Linked DNA regions of Sus scrofa: regions 2, 3 and 4 are each linked to region 1. The links are chromatin contacts, called in public Hi-C, HiChIP or PLAC-seq and promoter capture Hi-C maps. All regions are on one chromosome and are shown on one strand. The core of a region is the stretch at or near the end of the contact, and the rest is flanking DNA. Distances in the headings are between cores, read along the strand shown. Region 1 holds the start of CDC37 (cell division cycle 37). Region 2 holds the start of TIMM29 (mitochondrial import inner membrane translocase subunit Tim29). Region 3 holds the start of TMED1 (transmembrane emp24 domain-containing protein 1). Region 4 holds the start of DNM2 (dynamin-2).

What was found. Promoter capture Hi-C pulls out the DNA fragments that hold promoters and counts their contacts. Hi-C and Micro-C count contacts between places; a contact is called where the count stands out from the background. HiChIP or PLAC-seq counts read pairs in DNA pulled down with a chosen protein or histone mark.
Region 2: a promoter capture Hi-C map of liver shows a contact between it and region 1, with 6 times the contacts expected there. The contact joins the promoter of TIMM29 here to the promoter of CDC37 in region 1. A contact is called at or near these places in 1 of 5 promoter capture datasets (liver) and 1 of 47 Hi-C or Micro-C datasets (heart right ventricle).
Region 3: an H3K27ac HiChIP or PLAC-seq map of skeletal muscle shows a contact between it and region 1, with 2.7 times the contacts expected there. The contact joins the promoter of TMED1 here to the promoter of CDC37 in region 1. A contact is called at or near these places in 2 of 2 datasets of contacts at active chromatin or transcription factors (alveolar macrophages and skeletal muscle).
Region 4: a Hi-C map of liver shows a contact between it and region 1, with 7 times the contacts expected there. The contact joins the promoter of DNM2 here to the promoter of CDC37 in region 1. A contact is called at or near these places in 2 of 5 promoter capture datasets (fetal liver and liver), 3 of 47 Hi-C or Micro-C datasets (embryonic fibroblasts, heart right ventricle and liver) and 1 of 2 datasets of contacts at active chromatin or transcription factors (alveolar macrophages).

The regions. Positions count from the first base shown.
Region 1 is chr2:69,211,168-69,214,862 of Sscrofa11.1, reverse strand. It overlaps CDC37 (cell division cycle 37), which reads left to right and starts at 1,954. Exons shown (of 8, transcript NM_001123096.1): 1 at 1,954-2,149. The coding sequence starts at 2,048. LOC110259341 (a long non-coding RNA gene) reads right to left here and starts at 2,031. Exons shown (of 3, transcript XR_002341637.1): 1 at 545-2,031.
Region 2 is chr2:69,647,670-69,651,364 of Sscrofa11.1, reverse strand. TIMM29 (mitochondrial import inner membrane translocase subunit Tim29) reads right to left here and starts at 1,695. Exons shown (of 2, transcript XM_003123205.4): 1 at 1,554-1,695; 2 at 1-1,476. The coding sequence starts at 1,647. The coding sequence ends at 788. It overlaps YIPF2 (protein YIPF2), which reads left to right and starts at 1,674. Exons shown (of 9, transcript XM_021083826.1): 1 at 1,674-1,885; 2 at 2,040-2,100; 3 at 2,477-2,634; 4 at 2,717-2,797. The coding sequence starts at 2,070.
Region 3 is chr2:69,574,382-69,578,076 of Sscrofa11.1, reverse strand. It overlaps TMED1 (transmembrane emp24 domain-containing protein 1), which reads left to right and starts at 1,656. Exons shown (of 4, transcript XM_003354060.4): 1 at 1,656-2,206; 2 at 2,897-2,994; 3 at 3,138-3,321. The coding sequence starts at 2,024. DNM2 (dynamin-2) reads right to left here. Exons shown (of 20, transcript XM_021083818.1): 20 at 3,650-3,695.
Region 4 is chr2:69,472,355-69,476,049 of Sscrofa11.1, reverse strand. DNM2 (dynamin-2) reads right to left here and starts at 2,037. Exons shown (of 20, transcript XM_021083818.1): 1 at 1,645-2,037. The coding sequence starts at 1,805.

The DNA of each region.
Region 1 (3,695 bases), core at 705-3,204:
GGCTGTGGGATGCAGCAGAGAAAGCTTGGGTAGCTTAGAGGAGCATTCCCAGTCCCCCACCCCCATCACACAGGTGTAAGACATACAGCCAGGGAAGCACTGATGTGGGGAGGGCGGTTGGGAGACCCGGGGACGGTGCAAAGCAACTCGGGGATCTCTGTCTCAGTTCCCAGGACTAGAGATGCTGTGTTGGCAGGAGGTTAGGAAACGCTTGGCACTGTTGGGGGAGCTTCCGGCGCCCTGTCCCCAGTTCTGGGAGCTGAGTCTCCTGGGATCCTGTTTCGCTGGGGCCAGGAAGTTCCAGTATCCGCAGCCAGGTAGAGACCCCCGTGTATACCCGGAATCCCCGACATCCGGGGTTCTCCCCACACACCTTCAGCCCAGAAGCCGGCCTGAAGCCCTCAGAGGGCGTACAGGGGGGACTTTGATTTTAATGGGGGGTACCTGACTTTTCTGGGGGACAGGAAAACTCCCTCCGTCTTAGCCCCCTCCCTCTTGGGCGCCAGGTTCCCCTCCCCACCGCAGCTTTTAGCCCAAATCTTACCTTGCAGGGGGACTGGGGAGGGGATGCCCCGCCCTCTCCGGCCTGGGGGGCGGGAGGGGACAGGGGTGTCCAGACCCTTTGTTGTTTGCTGGTGTGTGTGTGTGTGTGTGTGTGTGTGTGTGTGTGCGCGCGCGCGCACGCGCGATTGTCAGACCTGAGGTGTGGGTCCGTGCGCGCGCGAGCCCAGGCCGTGACGGCTGCTGAGATGCTGGACTGCCGGGGCTGGAGAGGGAGGAGGAGGAGAGGGGGACTCCCCCGCCCCCGCCCGCCTCCTTGCCGGTTTGAATGAAGCGTGAGGGGGAGGGGAGGCAGCGGGCAGGAGCTTTGTCAGGACGTGTCCCCTCCCCTTCCCCCGACTGGGGAATCCCCTCCCATCCCCCCTGCGCCCCCATTTAGAGACCTTTACTCCTTTCTCTCCAGCCTTTTCCCTCCAAACGCCCACTCTGGGGGAGTCTGGAAGAGGCGCCCTTCACGCAAGTGGTTGAAGCTTCTCCCATCCCCCACGCCATCGGAGCATCCTTTAATCTGAGATAATCCCGGCCCTAGGCTGCAACGCGGCCTTTTATCCTGGTATCAAAGCGTGGGTAGGGATATATGAAAGTGTGTGGCTGGGGTCGCTCAAGCTCAATGTAAGAGTCCTTAGAGCCCAGGACCAGAAAAGGGGCCCCAGACGAAAGGGGAAGGCCTGCTAGCGGTCCTAGAGCACTACCACCGGGAAAGATTCCCCACTTGGTGTGAGGCCAGAAGCACTGGCCGCTAGTTAGACATTGGTGCCACCCAGCGGCCGCACGGGGAGACGCTGTGGATCGGCTCCCGAGACTAGTTAAATGAAGTCTGGGTGATTCCGAAGGGGGGCGCGCGAATCCCCGTTCAGGAGTGGCAGAAGCGAGGAGGAGGCTGTGGTTCGAGCCGGGGAAACACCAGGCCCCAAGGCAGAGCCACAGCACTCCCATCACCTCCAACCCCTCAAGGGCAGGGCCATATCCTTCCTTCACTTAGACCCTCCCAGGACAGGGTCCTGTACCCCTCGGACTGGGAAGGTCCTTCCATATCAGACAACCTCCCCAACACAGCTAAATCCCCCTTCACAAGGAACCCAGCAGTGGGCTAGGGCTGACGTCACTGCAGCGTGGCTAAGAGGACAATCCTCTCCCTCAGGCTCGCCAACTGCTCACTTACGGCCGCCGTAAAGGCCCACTATGCGGCGGCAGGAGATTAGCGGGGCTCGAGGTTGGAGAACCCACTCATATACCCCCCAGGAAGTGCCCGAAGCAGGATGGGATGAGGTTTGAGGGAGAATCCCAGGAGTTGGGACACGTGCGCAGGGCTCTTTAAGAACTCGGTCGCCAGGGCCGCTGCCAGGGTTACTAAGGATGTGACGTCACGTGCGGGCGGGGGCGTGCGCGCCCAGACGGAAGCGGAAGGGGCGGGGCTCGGCGGTCCGAGTCTCCGTGCTGCCGCTACCGCCGCCAGAGTCGGAGCTGGCTGGGCCGCCAAGGCAAGATGGTGGACTACAGCGTGTGGGATCACATCGAGGTGTCTGACGATGAAGACGAGACGCACCCCAATATCGACACTGCCAGCCTCTTCCGCTGGAGGCACCAGGTAGAGCGCGCGCGGCCAGCCCCTTCCCCCACTCCCGGGTCTCTGCTTCAGAGTTCTGACTTCAGATACTGCTAGGAACCCGGCCATGGACACCTGAGATTCCCACCCTACAGTCTGGACTTTCAGTAGCGCCCAGGGTTCTTCGATTCAACTCCGGGATCCCAGAACTTCCGGGACCCTTGAGTCCCTTGCCTGCTATCCGAGCCTCCCCCTGCCGATTTCTTCTTGGAACTCCCAGTTCACCCCTAGGGCACCTTCTTCAGAGTTTAACTACCAAGACAAGCTTTGGGCTTCCCCCCCAGTTCCGTTTGGGACCTTCCATTTACGCTCCGAATCTTACCTCAGAATCTTGACCCTGATCCTATTCAAGTACCCCCTTGTGATCTTGGACATCCCATGGGCCCCTCCCAATCCCTAGAGTTCCCAGTACTTTAAGTTGTAAGTCTGTTCTTCGATCGGCCTTTCTGGGTCCCAGTGGTGATTCCCGTTTAGATCCAGAAATCCTCTAAATACAACAAGGAATTCTGTCCTTCCTTGAGATTTCTGTTCCTGGCGTGGGACTCCAGCCCACACCCAGGACCCCTTTCCTGGAACTTAAACCAGTGCCCATCAGTATCCTTAGTCCCATCTAGGACTGGCATTTTGAAACCTAGTTCCCTTTCAGATTGAACCACCAGCTCTACCCTTGATGGAGCTTCCAATTCCGGCCACTCTCCTTCAGCCTCACATACTGTAGACCCAGTTTCCCATTATGTCAGGAAATCCTACCCACGTGGCTTCCCCCCAGCTAGAGCCCCTGCCCCTGCTTGGTACTGCAGACCCAGTCACCAAACTCTCCCCCCCACCCAAGACAGGCTTCCTGTAGGAGTCAGCTTTGGAAAGCCTCATTCAAATGCAAGTCCAGGACCCAAACCCACCCCTTCTTCCTTCTGACCCTAGCATGGACTGCTGATCTCAGACACCCAGAGTGACCCTGCTTTTACCAGAAACCCTCCCAGTCTGATTCCAGATTCATTGCCCTACTTTTACTTATTCCCCAAATCCAGACTCCAGGATCCCAAAGTCTGTTCTCTTGCCCTTCTCCCACCCAGCAGTGTTCACAGGCCAGCAAAATAGCCCTCCTAAGATGTAATGTTCTAGCCTCCTGCTCCCCAAAATCAGAGCTCCGGCACCCACATTCCTGTGCCTATGAGACTTTGAAACTCAGGGCATATACCTCTCAGAACCTTCCAGTTAGGAATTCCTCACCCCATTTTTCCGTGTATCAGCTCCCAGTCCTTTTTCTAGAAACTCCTAGAAGGGCTCTTCCCCTTCCTGCCAAGACACAGCATGAGTCCCTACATCTGCTACCCAGTGCTAGTTCCAACCCATTCCTTAAAGCAGCAGTCTCCTGGGTAGTGTCCCTGCTGGGCAAGCCGCTGGAGTGTAAGAAGAAAGTTCTAGCACTTCTCTCTTTCTTGCCATGTGTAACATTTTATCATGAAATATTTAAGATCTCTGCAAAGCTCTGAAGACTATCCTCAGGAACATGGATTACTGTCACATA
Region 2 (3,695 bases), core at 446-2,945, 440 kb before region 1:
AGGGACCGAACCCGCAACCTCATGGTTCCTAGTCGGATTCGTTAACCACTGCATCACGACGGGAACTCCTGAAATTATAAATTTTTTAAAAATTAATTTAAAAAAACATTTTAGTCATGGAAACAGGATAAACATTTCAGTTCAAATTTTAAAATGAAAATCTAGGAGTTCCCATCATTGTGAAAAAATCGGACTAGGAACCATGAGATTGCAGGTTCCATCCCTGGCCTCTCTCAGTGGGTTAAGGATCCAATGTTGCCCTGAGCTGTGGTGTAGGTCGCAGATGCGGCTTGGATCCCACGTTGTTGTGGCTATGGTGTAGGCCAGGGGCTACAGCTCTGATTAGACCCCTAGCCTGGCAACCTCCATATGCCGTAGGTGCGGACCTAAAAGAACAAAAAAAAGAAAAAAGAAAATCTAAAAGTTCTTAGGAGAGCTTGGGAGTCACCTAACAACTGTGATACCTCAGTCGGAGGAATCTTTAAGCCCAGTGCAAAGGCTTATTTCCATCTAAGGCTCCTCACTAACTCTGGCAGTGATAAATGTTACAAGGCATGTCCTTCTGCTCTTCCCAACTCCAAGACCAAGGAGGCTCTGAATTAGCGTCAACTCACAAGGAACAGGTGAGAGGGAGGCCCTCAATTTTGTGAAAACCCACGGAGAGATCACTGCACACAATTTATTTCCATCGCTCTACGTCTGAGGCTGATTCTCACCAACGGCACAATCCTTGATCGGCAGTCTGCTTGGGCTCAGGATCCGGTCAGGACCCAGGCCGCAATGGGTTTCATCTAGCGACTTCCGAGGGCGCCAGGGGATCGGCTTGGCTCAGGGCGAGCTGGTCTTTCTTCTCCTTCTGCAGGACCTGCTCCTCCCACAGCGCCTGATCCACCTGATCGTCGGTGAGCACTACAGGCTTGTACTTCTCATCGAAGAGCCGCTCGTTGGCTTCCGAGTGCAGCTGGTGGGGCTCCACGACGCGTAGATGTGCCGGCAGGTGCAGGAACTCGTCGTGGTTGATGTCGCAGTCGCGCATCCGGGCCCCCAGCACCCACCAGCGGCCCACGAAGCCCACATCCAAGATCCGGTCCGGGAAGTCCGCCCAGCGGGGCTGCAGGTAGCGGCAGCGGGCCTGGTAGAGGCTGACCTGGGCGTCGAACGGCGCCTCGTACACAAGCGAGCAGAGGCCCAGGCTCACGTGGCGCAGGCGGCCGCGACCCCGCAGCCAGAGCAGCCGCTGCACAAATGCTTCAGAATCGCGGTTGCGTGTGGCCGGCGCCAACAGCAGGAGCGTCCCCGACGCATCCAGCAGCGCCTCCTCAAAGGCTGCCTCACTCGGCGCCAGGGCGCAGCAGGCCGCCGCGCCGCCCAGCAGCCCCACGTACACGGCTGCACGCCCGGGCCGGGCTCGCGCTGCCGCCGCCGCGTCTCTGCAGGCCTCTGCGTAGTCCTGGAGCAGCGCGCGGGCCCAAGCTCCTGAGAGGAGAGAAGCGCGATGAGGGCGGTCGGGCCGCTGCGGCCCCCCACCCCCACCGCCTAGCGCCTCTACTCACCCAACCGCGCCCACACGCCAGGCTTTGCAGCCGCAGCGTCCCCCGCCTCCCCACGGCTTCGGGACCACAACCTCTTCAGTGCAGCGGCCGCCATCCTCTTCCGGCTGGGCGTCCCTACTCCGAAAAGAAACGCCTGGTATGCGAAACAAAAAGATCCGGTGAATATCTTCTGCGCAAGCGTCAACATTTCCGGAGGTAGTTTCCCATCGGAAGACGATAGAAAACGGACCGACGCCGGATGTTGCTGTCGGGTCCGACTGGGGTTGCCCCGGCTGGTAGGCGGGTCGCGCAGGCGCAGAGAGTACCGGCCACGCCAGTTGAGGCGGCCTCAGGTGAGGTGGGCGGGGGTGCACCTGGGGGGCGGGAGTGCTGTGTTCACGCCCCTGCGGTACGGTCAGCCGCCAAACGGGGCTCGGGGCTGAGGGTTGGCTTCAAGGAGTGGCGCTGAGTGGGGTTGGGGTGGGCCTGATTGGCCTCTCTCCTCAGAGCGGGATGCGGCGACGCCCCTGAGTGATCATGGCAGCGGCGGACGAGCTGGCCTTCCACGGTGAGTGCCGCCGCGGTCTGACCCCACTCCTACTCCCTCCACTGGCCAGAACCTCCCATCCAGGTCCCAGCTCACATCTAACCGGAATCCCAGTCAGCTGTGAAACCTGACCCAGGCAGGAACCTCGCTCCAGCCCTAAACTCAGACCTCAAACCTGAGCCTCTACCCCATACCAGCCCTCAATTGCGGTCCAGTGTTAGGAGTGAGGGGAAGGGGACACACCTCTTTCCCACTCCCCAAAATTGAGGAAGCTGTACCCTGGGTTGGGGGGAACACCGAGGTGGTCACAGTTAGTCTTGGCCCCCAGATGAGCAGTGGGCAGAACCAAATTGTCTTGACCCCTTCAAATACACCTGTGTCCCATATTCCTTCTCAGCAGAGTTCGAGGAAGCCACTAATTTGCTGGCCCAGACCCCAGAAGCGACCACCACCAGAAGTGATCAGTTGACCCCCCAGGGGCATGTGGCTGTGGCCATGGGCTCAGGGGGCAGCTATGGAACTGAGGATGATGCAGAGGAGAGTGACAAGGCAGCGGTGGGTCCCCTAAGTCTCTGTGCCCTGCCTTTGTCTAGTCCCTGCTGCCCTTCACCCCTCACTGAAAGCCCACACTGTTCAGCTCCTACAGGAGGAGAAGCAGCAGCCTGGTTTCTGGACCTTTGGCTACTATCAGACATTCTTTGACGTGGACACTTCACAGGTCAGACCCGGGGAGTTGGTGGAATGGGGCTCAGAGTCACACTTGGGGTTCAGCCACTAGTCACTGAGCATTTCCTGCGCACCAGGCCCTGAGCAAGTGCTAGCAATACTCATATGAGAGAACAAGAGTCCTACCCAGGCTGGTAGATGTAACTGTGTGGACTGCAAGGATTTTGATGTGTGACAGGGAACACACGTGATATGGTGGGTTAGGGAAGGACCCCTTGGGAGAGATGAGGAATTTGCTGACACTTAAAGGAGAAGGTAGATTTAGCCAGGCAGAGTGGAAGGAAGCTTAAGTACGTTCCAGGCCCAGGAAACAGCATAGGTAGAGGAGCAGTAATGAGAGAAGACAAAAACTACTGCAGAGGCCTTGTATCACTCAGTCTGGAGAGTGAAATGGGAGACAGGTGGAGAGAATCCAGGTCACAGGGGTCTCTTGAGCTTTGTTAGGGAGTTTGGGTTTTATCCTAACGGTGCTGGGGGGTCATGGAAGAGTTTAGAGGGGGAGAGAATTGAGTAGCGTGGAACACGGATCGGAGGCCCCAGGACAGGGAGATAATATTAAACCAAGGTTGTAGAATAGGGGACATATTGGGAGAGACACGTGAATGAGAACGCCCGGGATTTGTTGCCGATCCTTATGGGGGCAGGGAGGAGAGAGCAAAAAGGGGAGTCCAGGACACGGATTCTGAGAGGAAGGAGATGCAAAGAAGATAGCAGGCCCAGAAGTGTTCTTTAGAGTGGTGGGACACTGGGATAGTGAGTGGGGCCTGGCCAGGGGAAGGGCTCCAGGCCATGGGAATAGCCCGTTAGAAACCAGAGAGGAGTTCCCATTGTGGTTCAGCGGGTTAAGAATCTGACTACTATCCATGAAGATGTGGGTTTGATCCCTAGCC
Region 3 (3,695 bases), core at 407-2,906, 360 kb before region 1:
GCGTCTGCAACCTACACCACGGCTCACAGATCCTTAACACACTGAGCAAGGCCAGGGATGGAACCCACAACCTCATGGTTCCTAGTCAGATTAGGTAACCACTGAGCCACGATGTGAACTCCTCACCTCATTTTAAAAAGATGCTGGGAGTTCCTATTGTGGCTCAGTGGGTTAGGAACCCAACTAGTATCCACAAGGATGCGGGTTCAATCCCTGGCCTTACTCAGTGGGTTAAGGATCCAGATGCCGTGAGCTGTGGTTTAGGTCACAGACGTGGCTTGGATCCTGCATTGCTATGGCTCTGGCGTAGGCTGGCAGCAACAGCTCGGATTAGACCCCCAGCCTGGGAACCTCCTTATACCGTGGGTGCGGCCCTAAAAAGACAAAAAAAAAGTTATTACTCATTCTTCACAACTACTTCAAAGTGTCTGAGTAGTCTGAATGACAGAAACACTTGGAATGAAAAAGAGTATCAAACGTGACCACCAGTGAACTTTGACATTACAAAGTGCTCCTTCCCCAAGCTCTCCAAATGCAAGAAAGGGCTGACTACCACTAGCTGTACTCTAAGAGTAATTGTTACCACCTGCTAATCTCTCTCAGGCCTAACTTGATTCAAAATTTCCATGTAAACTTTTTTTTTTGGTCTTTTTGCCTTTTCTAGGGCCACTCCTGCGGCATATGGAGGTTCCCAGGCTAGGGGTCTAATTGGAGGTGCAGCCGCCGGCCCCAGAGCTACAGCAAAGCGGGATCTGAGCCGCGTCTGCGATCTATACCACAGCTCACGGCAACGCCGGATCCCTAACCCACTGAGCAAGGCCGAGGGATCGAACCCGCAACCTCATGGTTCCTAGTCAGATTCGTTAACCACTGCGCCACGATGGGAACTCCTCCATCTAAACATTTTGTGTTATGTTTAGATGGAAACACCAAATAAGTGTTCCTTTCCAATGACGTCTTTGCTAATCTGTCTGTTTTCCAGAGGGAGGTCGACTCCAAATTCTCTAAACCAGACTGAAAGACACAACGCCCAATGGAGGAAGAGAAACCCAGAATAAAACAGCTATTTACCGAAGGTCTATGATGTGGCAAGCACTAAATAAACATCATCTCACAACAGCCCAACGAAGTAGGACTAATATCACCCATTTTACGGATGAGGCAATTGAGGTCCAGTAGTGAAGCCCGTGGCGTGTCTTGAACTGAGCAACCTCTCAAGCCCACACTCTTCTTCCCGCTTCTTGCTAATGCTAAGCAACTGGGCTGTCGTTCCTCATACCCTGGGCTACTTCAATCACCGTTTACCTGCTGACCATCGAGTTTGAGACCCTTTGGGGTTTAGGGTGGGGACAGGCCTCTCTGACTCTGGGCAAGAAATGCAGTGCTCATTAGGCTCCTCATCTCACTTCTCATCACCTCCAATTTACAGAAGAGGAAACGGAAAAAATGACGGTCCTAAGATGCTAGGAAATGAGGAGGTCAGGCGTCGGACCAGCGACCACGATTACAGACGCAGAATAAGCCTGAACCACGTTTATATAAAAAGGTCTCCACCCGCCCTAGCTAAACCTTTTTATATGCTAGTCCTACGGGTCGCGTGGAGGGCCATGCCCCACCTCTATTTTTGACCAGCTACATCCACATTGAATCGCACAAGGGTCGTCGCGTGCGGGGTACTCTGGGAAAACAGCAAGGACCCAGCCGCCTCTACCATCGTTGTCTTAGATTTTGCCTGAGAAGAATATGCCATCATGGTACTTATTCTTTTAAACTTTCCCCCAACAGCGTTTGGGACCAGAAGTGGAGGCTTTTCAAAGATAGAGTGTGTAGGAAGTCCAGCGTTTTTAGGTTCATCAGGCATTTATTCGGTCAACTAGTCTCTCAGGGGGTCCTGCACTCCTAGCTCCGCGGCCTTCAGACAACGGAGTGAAGCGGCGGCCAATGAGTTCCGTCGAGTAGCAGAAGGGGCAGGGCTAACCCTTAAAGGAACCGCGACCTGTTAGCAAATCGGAGGGTGACCCAGATGATGGCGGCCAGCACGGCCCTAGCCTTGGCCCTATGGCTACTATTGCCTCCAGTGGAGGTAGGAGGGGCAGGGCCCCCACCGATCCAGGATGGCGAGTTTACATTCCTGCTTCCTGCGGGGCGGAAGCAATGTTTCTATCAGTCTGCGCCGGCCAACGCAAGCCTGGAGACTGAGTACCAGGTAGAGGGTGCCGGATCGGGGAGCCGGCGAAGACAGGGAGAGGGGGCGTGGCCAAACTGAGCCAGCGATGCATGCCTTGAAGAAGGAAGGAGGAGGAGCCCGTGCGTAAGAACGCGGGGTCTGAGTCAGGGAGAGCTAGGGGCGGGGGTAGTGCTTTGGAGAGGAAGGGGTGGATGTTTCGGACAAAGGCGGGGCTAGAAATGGGAGAGCGGGGAGGCGGGGCCATTGAAAGAGGGAGGCCTTCAGCGGGCAGGACTCTCGCGGGTGGGCGTGGCCTAAAGAGGTGTCAATTGAGGTGGAGGCGTGGCCATGATGTGGCACAAGAAAGGGAGTGGCCAACACGAGGATTTCCCGGGGAAAGGGTGAAGGCAAGGGCTTCAAGCAAGGCTCCATTATATTATTTGGGTTGTGGCCAAGCCGGACATAATCTGGTAAACGTTGATTAAGAACTGTGTATGCGGGCGTGACCAGATTTAGGAGCCCATCCCAAGGCCCCCCAAATCTATGGAGGCGGAGCCAAGGCAAGGGGCGTGGCCAAAAGGAGTGGAAGGGGCAGGACCACCGTGAGGGTGGTTTCCAAGCTCCGGTAGGCCCCTGGTGATGGTCTGCTTGGGTCGGTCCAGTCATGGCCTTCTGCCAGGTGCCCTTGGTCTACCCTTAGTCCTCCACCCGCTCTTACCTGCCCCCCAGGTGATCGCAGGTGCTGGGCTGGACGTGGATTTCACTCTGGAGAGCCCTCAGGGAGTGCTGCTGGTCAGCGAGTCCCGCAAGGCAGATGGTGTGCACACGTGAGTTACGTCCCGGTGGCTGCCCAGGTTCAGTTACAGTCCTGCCCCTCTCTGGCGGCCTCGGGTTACCACCCTGCCTGCCTCGAAAAGTCCAACTGGACAGCCAGTCCAGACCATGTCAGTGTGTCTTTCTGTCTGTCCAGGGTGGAGCCCACGGAGGCAGGGGACTACAAACTGTGCTTTGACAACTCCTTCAGCACAATCTCCGAGAAGCTCGTGTTCTTTGAACTCATCTTTGACAGCCTGCAGGATGATGAAGAGGTGGAGGGCTGGGCAGAGGCTGTGGAGCCTGAGGAGATGCTGGATGTCAAGATGGAGGACATCAAGGTGTGCCCAGGTGGAGGTGGGGCCACTCCTCTCAGATTTCTGTCTTTGGGCTCTGCACTCTCACCTTGGCTGGGGTCCCCCTTGGCCTGACCTAGCCTTTCCTATATATGGGTGCCCCCAACTTAATAACAATAGAACATTTCTAGGTGTAAACCTTGTTGTAAGAGCTTAAATAACTTGTTAGATCTCCATAACCACCTTATATAGGTAGTATACGCTAATTATCCCCCATTTTGCAGTTGGGGAAACTGATGCACAAGATGGCTAAGTAACTCTTCTAAGGCCACACAGCCAGCAACTTACAGAGCCAATATTTGAACACAGGCAGTCTGGCTTCACTAACTATTTATTAACCATAGTAAGTATGTTCTTTA
Region 4 (3,695 bases), core at 788-3,287, 260 kb before region 1:
GCGGATGCCCACTGGAAGCCTGGGCAGGCCAGGCAGGAAGATGGCCAAGCAGGGGGCCCATAGCCCAGCCCAAGGCTCAGCCCAGGCCTGGTTGATCCCAAGTCCACGCCTTTCCGCCACAGTAGACAGAAGGCAGTTCGCCAGAGACAAAGCAGCAAAGGAGGAAATTCACGCTGCTGGGAGCAAAACCCCCAGGCCTCTGGGAAGGCAGGAGCAAAGCTGGGCTCCACTGAGCTCCTCCTGCCTGGTGGTCTTGGGTAAACAGGCTGTCTTCTGAGTGGAACAAGAAAGAACTTGGCTTGGGGCCTGTAGGATGAACGTTACCTCTTAACACTGATAACAACAATAATCACGATAATAATGACTATGATATTATCATTTGGCAGCCCCAGTCACAAATGGAGTCCTTCCTAGACAAATAGAGAAGTGGCCACCCATCTGGGAGGCAGAAGGGCAAGAAGTGGGGGAAGGGAGAGAGAAGAACCTAATTACATCCATTAGCTTCCTGAATCCTAGGAAACAGCCCACAGAATGGAATATGTCCACAGGACAGAGAGCCAAACTGAGACTTCTCAGAACTATCCAAAAAAGGCTGTATTCCAGATCTTGCCTGATCAGGTAAGAAGTTCCTTCCCAGGATCCAGGAAGGGCCCCCCACATTTGCAGGCTTTAGCTTGGGGGGCTGGCCCCTATGTTCTAGGGCCATGGAGGTACCCTGACATGGACCAGGAAAGAGTCCTGGAGAAAGATTCCCCCGAGGGTTCTACTTCCAATTGAGAGGAGTTCCAGTCTCACCCTTCAGCTCCCTTTCTCTCTGCATCCTCCACCACCCCCTGCCACAGTGGTGGGGTCAGACAGTCAGTCCGCTATGGCACAAACAGGCAGATTAGGAGAAGGTCAGATAGTAGGACAGACAGACAAAGGTTCCACTTGGAAAAGAGGAGCCAGCGTTCACCAGGCACTAAGCTTTAGAGTCAGCCCAGGAGAGCCAGGCAACAGGGTCCCCAAGGGTCAGCCAGCCAGTCAGACAGCAGAGGCCAGCTGGAGGTAACCCAAGAGAGGAAGAGATAAGTGTTAAAGTCTGTGAAGTGCACGGATGGGCAGCCGGACAGGACAGGTCATCCTAGATAGCTGGCCAGGCAGCAGGGGGCTGCTCTGCGGTACTGGACAGATGGACAGCCAAATGGTGGTGGTGGCAGAAGCCTATCCAGGACAGAGAGACAGCCAACGAGACGGCAGGAACTGCTCCAGATAAATGAACAGCCAGTCAGACCGCAGGGGTCGGCCCAATGGATATCTAAGTGACAGGTTTCGGACAGACAGGGAAGGGGAACCTGCCCCTGACACACAGGCAACCATATGGTAGAATTCACCCACTATAGCTGAGGACCAGAGAATCGGCAGAAATCCACCGCACCTTCTGGCCCTCGCCCATGAGATACCCCTTTAGCCTGGGCCGGCTCCCCACCTCCTGCAAGGAGCCCTCCGCCCAGGGCGTCCCACAGGGCCCGCCTCCCTGTCCCCGTCCCCGTCGCGGGCACGCAAGCGCCGCAGTTACGCCGGCGGCGCAGGGCGCGCCATTCCCGGTCCGCCCTCCGCGCCCTAGGCCGCCGCCCGCCCGCCGTCGCCGCCACGCTCGCTCACCGGCCCACGAAGTTCTCGAGCACTGAGCTCTTGCCGGCGCTCTGGCCGCCCACCACGGCAATCTGCGGCAGGTCCAGGTGGCAGCTCTGGCCGATGGAGCTGAAGGCATCCTGCAGCTTGTTGACCAGCGGGATCAGTTCTTCCATCCCGCGGTTGCCCATGGCGCCGGTGGCCCCGGCCCGAGCGCCCCGCGCTCCCCACCCGCCCCTGCCTTCAACGACGCGGCCCCGCGGCGTCCACGGCCGTTGCTCCCCGTCCGCCCGGGCCTCGGCGCGACGCCCGCTCCCGGCTCGGCCTCACGGTCGCCGCCTCATCCGGTTCTCAGGCGACACCCGACCCAAGCGACCTCCCGCCCGGGGCCCTGGGGCTGCGCCCAAAGCCCTCGCCCCACCCCCGGTTGGTCAGCCGCGCTGTCGCTCGTGCACCCAAGCCAGTGAAAGGGAGGCACGGACCTACAGCTGAATGAACCTTCCCCCCCGGGGACTTTCTCTCAGTCTCATTGGACGCGAGAACTGTCGCTATTGTAGAACAGCCAATAGCAGCGTGAAGCGAGTTGTTCAGGCCGGGAGGCGGTGTTTCGGAAAAAGGCATGTTAGCCCCGCCCATTGGGGGAGTTCCCGGATGGCAGGCCCATCCGCCAGTTTTATTGGCAGGGAGACCGGCCAGTCAACAAAATTGGCCAGTGATATTAAGGATCGATTCTTAAACACAGATCTGTCACTCGACTCTACCTAGTTCCCTAAAAATTTCCCATTGGTTTATATAAATATCACTCCGTTCCGTCAGCCAACAAATCAAGAGGGTGGGATTTAACCTCGAATCTTGACGCTAATTGGACGATGTATCTGTCCATCAAAGAATCACAAGCGCTTACTTGTGATTGTCGTAGGTCGGCTAGTCTTCTGAAGCAAAGAGTAGACCCAAAGTACTCGCCAACGTGCGCCACCTTGTGGACCCAGTGGTGATGGTCACGCCTGAGTTCCTCGGCTCTTAAAAAAAACTACAAGTCCCAGAATGCGTCTTGGCCGTGAGCTCACAAATCAGCTCCTTGCGCGGGGACCCAGTGCACTTTGAAGGTGAGAATCAGGCGATTAGTGGTTCCTAGGGAGAAGCAGGCTAGCTCGGCCTCGCTAGCTCCCACGCCTCCAGACCCTGGCGAATGCTGTGTCCTCCCGTAGGAATACCGTCTGATGACGCCTGTGTTGATGCAGCTGACGCTCCAACGTCGTTCCTCTGATTCTTCAACTTTAGCACATCTTGGATCTTTTTGAGTACTCAATGAAACTCAACGGAACTTCTCCCCAGAAAGTTCTCCCCTATTATTTTGCAGGCAACGCTGGGGATTCTGGGAACTGGGACTCTTGACCACTTGGAAGAGGCGGGGGAGTTCCGGCTGTGATACAGCGGGTTAAGGATCTGGCTTTGTCTCTGTGGCAGCGAGGGTTCGGTCCCTCAGCCGGCGCAGTGGGTTTAAATTCTGACGCTGTGGCAACTATGACGCTGTCGCTGGGATTCGATCCCTGGCCCGAGAATTTCCATGTGCTGACGGTGCAGCCAAAAAAAAAAGGAAGCCGGGAATAGATGGACTGACTTTAACAGAAGTGATCTGATTCCTCTGGACAAAGATAGGCCAGAGGCAGCCCAATAAGGAGCCAGGAGCAAAGGAGGTGGGGAAGTGGGCTGAGGGGGCAGGGCAGTAACAGGGGAAAGAAGAAAAAATGAGTAAGAGGATGGCAGAGTGGCCAAAGTTACAGGCCTGCTCCCTGACCCAAGACCCAGGTCTCAGAGACAGGCAAAAAGATGGCCCAAAATGATTGGCACTGCAGCCTTGACTATGATGGCAGAAACCTGGAAACATCCTAACTGCCCATCCATGGAGCTCATGAAATAAATACTATGTAGCAGCTATAAAAAAAGGATTGAGGAAGTTTTCATGTAGTGACATATAAACAATTTGAGCTACACTGAGAAAAGGAAGAAAAGCAAGGTACAGAACTGCATGTAAAGGATGGCAACATTCACGAAAATAATGTACAGGTGGAAAATTTCTG